Regions from separate parts of the Sus scrofa genome. Here region 1 is linked to region 2. A link is a contact called in public promoter capture Hi-C data. All regions are on one chromosome and are shown on one strand. The core of a region is the stretch at or near the end of the contact, and the rest is flanking DNA. Distances in the headings are between cores, read along the strand shown. Region 1 holds the start of HABP4 (hyaluronan binding protein 4). Region 2 holds the start of AAED1 (thioredoxin-like protein AAED1).

Region 1 (3,498 bases), core at 303-2,802, 210 kb after region 2:
CAGTGGAATACACTGCCAAACACTGGCTCGGATGGTCTTAACACTCTTTTTTTGGGAAACCTTAGCACCAAATGCCTTCGAGTCCTAGAAGAAACAGGGGGAGTCCTGGAGACTTTGCCACTGATGCAGTTCAGGTGAGAAAGGACACTTGGGCACCCACCATCCCTGAATGCAGACAGTAGTATACCATTGCACTGGCCGTTCTGGCTAAGCAGGTTGTGGGGAACTTTGAATATTCGTGTTGAAAAAATTAAAAACGCTCTTCTTAAGGCAGTCAGAGTTAATCACAAGTTACACAACCCATCAACACTGCTTGCTGCCTTGAAAACGTACCGGACGACTGCTGGAAGCTATCCTAAGAAGGATGGGTGAAGGCACAGAACTTGGAAGGCGCCGGGGACCCCGCGGCCACCCCCGCCGCATTCCGCTGGCGGCCCTGACGTCACAGCCCGCCCCCGCGGTCACTCGGGCCTTCCCTCCATCACAGAGGATCCAGCCCCTCACCCCGGAGATCCTTCACACGTCCCGGGCTCTCGCAGCCACTCCCAAAGGGCCGGGTTGCGCCCTTCTCCATCCTCCTTAAGAGGGGCGCTCCTCTCCCCTTCCCACCACCCTTTTCTTTCTACCTCCCGATGAGAATCTTGCAGAGGTTAGGCTGGAGGATGGAGAAGGTCCCGGCTAGTTCTATATTTGAGAGCCCCAGGGCAGCGACCCCAGTGTTCGCCCCTACACCTCAACCCCAGAAATAGTCCTCAACTTTGGCCAACTTGTAAAGGCTCAGCCGCAGGGTTTTGAAACCCCCTATTCCAAGCTTGCACTCTCCCTTGCCCCCAGAAGGGACTAAAAAAGGCCAGAAGTGGCGTGACACCCCCGATTCCCGTCCTTTCCCCCACCTTCCTGGGCCACAAGGACCCTCAACTCCAGCCAACTCTTTCCAGAGCCCCTTGCTCTTTCTGAACAGGTTCCAGGGACCCCAGTCTCGCAGCGGGGGATCGTGAGGGAGCTGAGGAAGGGTGACCTCCTTGACCCCATTCTCCTTTCCCTCCTGCCCACCGCGCCCACCACGGGCCGCCCAGGTGCCGGGCGGGGCGCACGTACCAGGCGGCTGCGGGCCGCCCCCGGGGCTGTCCGGCTGCTGTGCGCCGGGGGCCGGGAGGCTCTTGCGCTCCTTCTGGGACTCCCTCCGGCCGCCGCCCGCGCCGGGTCTGTGGCCCGAAGCCCCAGCCGGGCTCCTGCCACCGCGGTTGCCGGTCCCCGCTGCCACCGCCGCCGCCGCCTCGTCGCGCCTCTTGCGCTGCAGCTGCTGCTGGCGCCGGCGCTCGGCCTCGCGCAGGATGTCGAACGGGTCTGACTCGTCGTCCAGCAGCTGGTGGAAGCGGTTGGCCACTACGCAGCCGAAACTCTCCTGCATCACGGCGCCTGCGGCGGCCGCGGCCACAGGACTCCCCAGAGCGCCCTTCATGCCGCCGCGGCCACTGCGGGCCCGCCGAGGGCAGCCCACGCGAGCAAGTCTCAACGAAGCCGGCGGCGAGGACCCATCCTACCCGCAGCTACTGCCCTCCCTGCCCTGCCCAGTCCCGTCCCTCCCAGCGCCCGCCCCCGCGCCGCCGCCGCCGCCCGCCCAGCCGCTACCAGACAGCCAATCAGCGCACGCGGACACGCCCCCTTTCCTAGCCGGCACGACTGGAAACCCAATCAGCGACTGGCTGCTGTCACGTCATGCGACCTCTATGCCCCGCCCCACGACTCGGCAGGGAGGGGTGGGGCCCAAGGGGCGGAGCTAGGCAGCTGGGCTATGAGGGTGGATCCTAGCCATTATTTGCGTTCTCCCTGAATTCATCATCGGCCACTCTTCTTTGAAGTTTATATATTGGTTGAGCCATTCAACAACTACACAGTGGACACTATATGTGCCAGACATTATGTTGTAGGAGATATTAGCTCCTTGTTTTCGTGGATCTTACAGTCTATAGGCAGAAAAGTGCTCTAAAAGAAAGGCCCATACTTCTCTATGATCCTATAGCAAAGGGACCTGACCTAATTAAGAAGCCTGAAAAGACTTTCCCTGGGAAATGATGGTTAAGCTGAGATCTGAAGGATGACAAGGGCCAGGAGCAAAGGCAAGTCCTGGAATCTTGAGCTGGGGTGAAGCACAACCCATTCAAACTCAGTGAACCAGTTTGCAGAGTTAGGGGAGGGCCTGACTGGTGAGGTATAGGCATGTGGTGCAAATCTGGCAGAACAAACCGTGGGTGAGTCTTCCGGAGGATTTCTTGGAGGAACATTTTTCTGGTACCTAAAAAGGGTTGGGAAGGGATCTGTCATCTTTCCACTTCTGTTTTTTGGTCCATGTTATGTGAGGGGGACATGATGCTTGGAGTTGCTGGCCCTTATTGTGACAGTGAGGGTGGCAGAGCAGAATGATGGAGAAAACCTTGTTCCTTGATGATGTGCTGCTGCTGACTTAACCACGGTCCGGAATCTACCTGCCTCAGACTTATTCTGTAAGACAGCAAATGCCATTATTGTTTAAACTAGTCTTCGTTATACTTGTTTCTTGTATCCAAAAGCATTCTGCTACAGCATCTTGCTTAGGTGGGTCATTACCAGCTTTTGCTGTCCTTTAATAGCAAATGGAAAAAGAACTCTTAATCCTAAAACTGCTGCCAGGTCTGTGTTTTACTCACTTATTCAATTTTCTGTCATTCACAAGGAGTAGGACAGGGATGATGTCTGTCGTATTCATTGCAACTTATATCCCCAGTGCTTAGCATTCTAGGTAGCTGTACAGTAGGTTCTCAGGAAATATTTGTTGAATGACTGAAGATTTTAAGGTAGCTGGTCTTCTCCTTCTTGGAGTCAGTGGAGGTTTATGATTAAAAGCCTATTTTTTTTTTTTAATCTAAAAGAGGAGCAGGTGTTCAAACAAAAACTTGTAACTGATCTTCATAGTTGCACTACTCACAATAGCTAAAATGTAGAAACAAACAAAGTATATCAACTGATGAATGAATAAACAAAATATGGTGCAATAGATTAATATTTGGCCAAAAAGAGTGCCTCTTGTGGCTCAGCAGGTTAAGAACCCAACTAGAGGAGTTCCAGTTGTGGCTTGGTAAGTTAATAACCTGACTAGTTAGTATCCCTGGCTTGGTTCAGTGGATTAGGATCTGGCGTTGCCATGAGTTATGGTGTAGGTCGCAGACATGGCTCGGATCGTACATTGTTTCGGCTGTAGTGTAGGCTGGCAGCAGCTCTGATTCGACCCCTAGCCTGGGAACTCCCGTATGCTGCAGGTGCAGCCCTAAAAAGCAAAAAAAAAAAAAAAAAAAAAGATTCCAGCTAGTATCCATTCCTGGCTTTGCTGAGTGAGTTAAGGATCCCAAAATTCCACAAGCTGCAGTGTAGTTTTCAGATGAAGCTCAGATCTGGCATTGCTGTAGCTGTGGCATAGGCTGGCAGCTGTAGCTCTGGTCCAGTCCCTAGCCTGGGAACTTC
Region 2 (3,744 bases), core at 445-2,944:
AAAAAAAAAAAAAAAAAAAAAAAAAGAAATCCAGATATAAGGTTGAAAGAACTTGTAGACACAGAACCTAAATGTTGATCATGTTCTGCCCTGGAAATCTTAGACACATGGTCACTATCTATGAGAAACCCCAGTGCAAGACCAACCACCGAATCCAGGACCAGCTGAGTTTCACAGAGGCTGCAGAAATTCCTAAGTTTACCTATGCCTGCTTGTCCACAGCCTGCCCCAGGAGAAATTAAGTAGAACAGAAACATGCTTAAAAGACTAGGTGGTATGCATTGACCATAGGTTTCTACAAAACTGAAGCCAAGTCTTTTTCTTTTTCTTTCTTGGCAGCCCACAGAATATGAAAGTTCCCCTAGCCAAGGATCAAACAGAAGCACAGCAGCGACACCAGAAGCCACAGCAGTGACAGTGCCAGATCCTCAACCCACTGCACCACTTGGGAACTCCAAGCCATTTAATTCCATTTTCTTCATCCCTCACAATCCACCATTTACATACACACACACACACACACACACACACACACACACACAGAGGCACATCTCATTTGAGGGGCCTGGTAAATAGCTATAGCAAAACAAGTCTGAAAAAAGGGCATGGACTCCTGAAATGCCTAAAACATTTATAAATAGGTTTATTATATCAGCTCTTAAGAAATAGAGCCGGGGGAATTTTTTCAAGCGACAGCAATGTTCCATATTTTTATAGGGTTGTGGATAACAGATGGATAATAAGGTAAAACTCACCTAATCGGATTGATGCATAGGTTGTGATAGAGTAAAATGTTAACAGTAGAATCTAGGTAGTGGATATAAGAGTGTTCACTGGAAAAATCTTTCACCTTTTTGGGCAGGTTTAAAATTTTCCATGATAAAATGTTGGCAAATTATTAAATTTAAAAATTTAATTTAAAAAATGTGGGAGTTCCCGTCGTGGCTCAGTGGTTAACGAATTCAACTGGGAATCATGAGGTTGAGGGTTCGATCCCTGGCCTCGCTCAGTGGGTTAAGGATCTGGTGTTGCCGTGAGCTGTGGTGTAGGTCACAGACACCGCTCGGATCCTGCGTTGCTGTGGCTGTGGCGTAGGCCGGCAGCTGCAGCTCCAATTAGACCCCTGGCCTGGGAATCTCCATATGCCACGGGTGCAGCCCTAGAAAAGACAAAAAGCAAAAAAAATAAAAAATAAAAAAAAATAATTCCACCCTTAAGATCTGCACGACACCGTATGGTAATAATATCTTAAAAAAAAAAAGTAAGAGAGCTGAAAAAGGAGAGGGTTAAAAACGTACTAGATGGAAAAAAATCTATCCCATCACGGCATGTCCTTGGGCACTAGCTGTCTTGAACAGATAAAAACTAACTTCGGCTGATGCAGCTACGGAGTGAGCTGCTTTCTTCCCTTCTGGGCTCAGACCCTCCTCTTTCTCTCTTCTTACCAAGAGTTGGCTGAGTCAGAAAACGCGAGAGCGGGTCTCTACTTTCCCGCAACATCTCGACCGCCTGAGCTGCGTACAAGCCGAGACTCACCGGCAAGGTGCCACACTCGTCCCCCGCGGCGGGTCTGGACCAGACGCAGCTCCGCCCCTGCCCAGTGCCCCGCCCCTGCGCAGTGTTCCGCCCCGCCCTGCCTATGCACCCCGCCCCCTGCCCCGTGCCCCGCCCCCTGCCCCGTGCCCCGCCCCTTGCTCCTAGTTTGGCTGCAATCCCGCTCACAGACTGTCCCCAGCCGGTGCGACCTACGGGCGGGTAGTTCCTGGGCACGATGGCTTCGCCATTCGTGGCTCCGGTCACGCGGCAAGTCAGCGGTCGCGCCGCTCCAGCCTCAATTCCAAGCGGCCCCGAGAGTGGGCAGCCCCTGGCCGCCACCGTGGCCGAGATGCCCGTGCTGGACGCCTCCGGGAGGCGGGTGCTGTTCGGCTCGCTGTTCCGAGAGCGACGGGCTGTCGTGGTCTTTGTGCGGGTGAGCGCGGGCGGCGAGACAACCCGGAGCTGGGACCTCGCCCGCAGGCTGGGACGGAGGTTGCTTCCACGGCCCCAGCTAGGGGAAGTCCATCGGGTCCCTCAAAGGGTCCGGGGCCCGAGAGGGGAGACTGCTGGGCCTGGCCCTTCCCGTGATCATCCACTAGAGGCTTCTGGAATGCGAACTGCTCCTCTTGCTTCCTTGAACGGGAATAGAAAAGCAGCCCGCCAAGCCAAGGCCATTTTCTCAGCAAGCGAGGAGGCCTAGCAGGGACCGGGTGCGGCCTAATTTCAGTGCACTTTCGGGCGCTTCAGACTTTTTTTTTTTTTTCCTCTGACATCTTTTTCTACCTGCATGGGTGTTGCGTGAAGTAGTGTCACGCACAATAAAGTACTTGGTCCTTTGTGGATTCTGAAGTTGTTAGTTGCTAACTTGTCCTTTTTTGCCCATGTTGGGATTTCAGCATTTCCTGTGTTACATCTGCAAGGAATACGTAGAAGATCTGGCCAAAATCCCCAAGAGTTTCTTACAAGTAAGTTTCCTAAGCTTGAACAGCCGCGTGCCCGCTTCAGGGCAGCCTTGCGAAAGTCATCTGTCATTTATGAGGACTGCAATGGGATGAGGTGAGAGGAACGCGCCTCCTCTCCTTCGCAGACACAAACCCAGACTATTGCCATTCCACACATCTCTCCAACGCCTCTAAAAGGGGGTCAGACGCGTTAGAAATCTGTTTCGGGCCGTTTCATTCCTGCCTGATTATAAACATATTATCCATAATAATACTTTTGATGTTATTTAATAACTTGCTGTTCTTAAAAGTTGATTGATGACCAAAACCAAATGTTAGAAATTATTGCTGTTTCCTTCCCTTTATTTTTGCAATAAATAACACTCCAGGGGAGTTCCTGTCGTGGCGCAGTGGTTAACAAATCCGACTAGGAACCATGAGGTTGCGGGTTCGGTCCCTGCCCTTGCTCAGTGGGTTAACGATCTGGCGTTGCCGTGAGCTGTGGTGTAGGTTGCAGACGGGGCTCAGATCCCACGTTGCTGTGGCTCTGGCGTAGGCCAGTGGCTCCAGCTCCGATTGGACCCCTAGCCTGGGAACCTCCATATGCCGCGGGAGCGGCCCAAAGAAATAGCAAAAAGACAAAAAAAAACAAACAAACAAAAAAAACACTCCAAATAATTGTTCATTATAGGAAAATACTAGTATATCTTAAAGGTAAACTTTTGTATTGTTAATGGAATGCACATTCCACATCCCTATGACAACCACACGCATGTGTATTTCTTCAGGCATATAAAAATTTGTCCCCAGATGAGGGTTTTTTTTTTGTCTTTTTAAGGCCTCACCTAGGGCATGAGGAGGTTCCCAAGCTAGGGGTCAAATCGGAGCTGTAGCTGCTGGCCTATGCCACAGCCACAGCAATGCTGGATCTGAGCCGCATCTGCCACCTACGCCACAGCTCATGGCAATGCTAGATCCCTAACCCACTGAGCAAAGCCAGGGATGGAACCTGGTCCTCATGGATACTAGTCAGATTCATTTCCCTGAGCTTTTGAGTGAAGGGGTTGGGTAGCTTTTGTAAACCTAAGATACATTTTTATCCGATCTTATCAATTGAAATGTGAAAGAATGAAATTGCTGATTAACCTTCCTTTTATTGTTTTTATTGTTGTTTAATGTACACCTTTGGGGAAAGTGTAGAGAAGTACTGACTATATTATTTTGCAATTCTTACTTAGCAAAGAGTCATCTGAGCATTTTAGTATAC

Evidence for each region. Promoter capture Hi-C pulls out the DNA fragments that hold promoters and counts their contacts.
Region 1: a contact with region 2 is called in a promoter capture Hi-C map of liver, with 4 times the contacts expected there. The contact joins the promoter of HABP4 here to the promoter of AAED1 in region 2. A contact is called at or near these places in 1 of 5 promoter capture datasets (liver) and 1 of 2 datasets of contacts at active chromatin or transcription factors (skeletal muscle).

The regions. Positions count from the first base shown.
Region 1 is chr10:25,634,448-25,637,945 of Sscrofa11.1, forward strand. It overlaps HABP4 (hyaluronan binding protein 4), which reads right to left and starts at 1,553. Exons shown (of 8, transcript NM_001244681.1): 1 at 1,099-1,553. The coding sequence starts at 1,462.
Region 2 is chr10:25,426,437-25,430,180 of Sscrofa11.1, forward strand. AAED1 (thioredoxin-like protein AAED1) reads left to right here and starts at 1,695. Exons shown (of 6, transcript XM_003130856.4): 1 at 1,695-1,969; 2 at 2,433-2,501. The coding sequence starts at 1,772.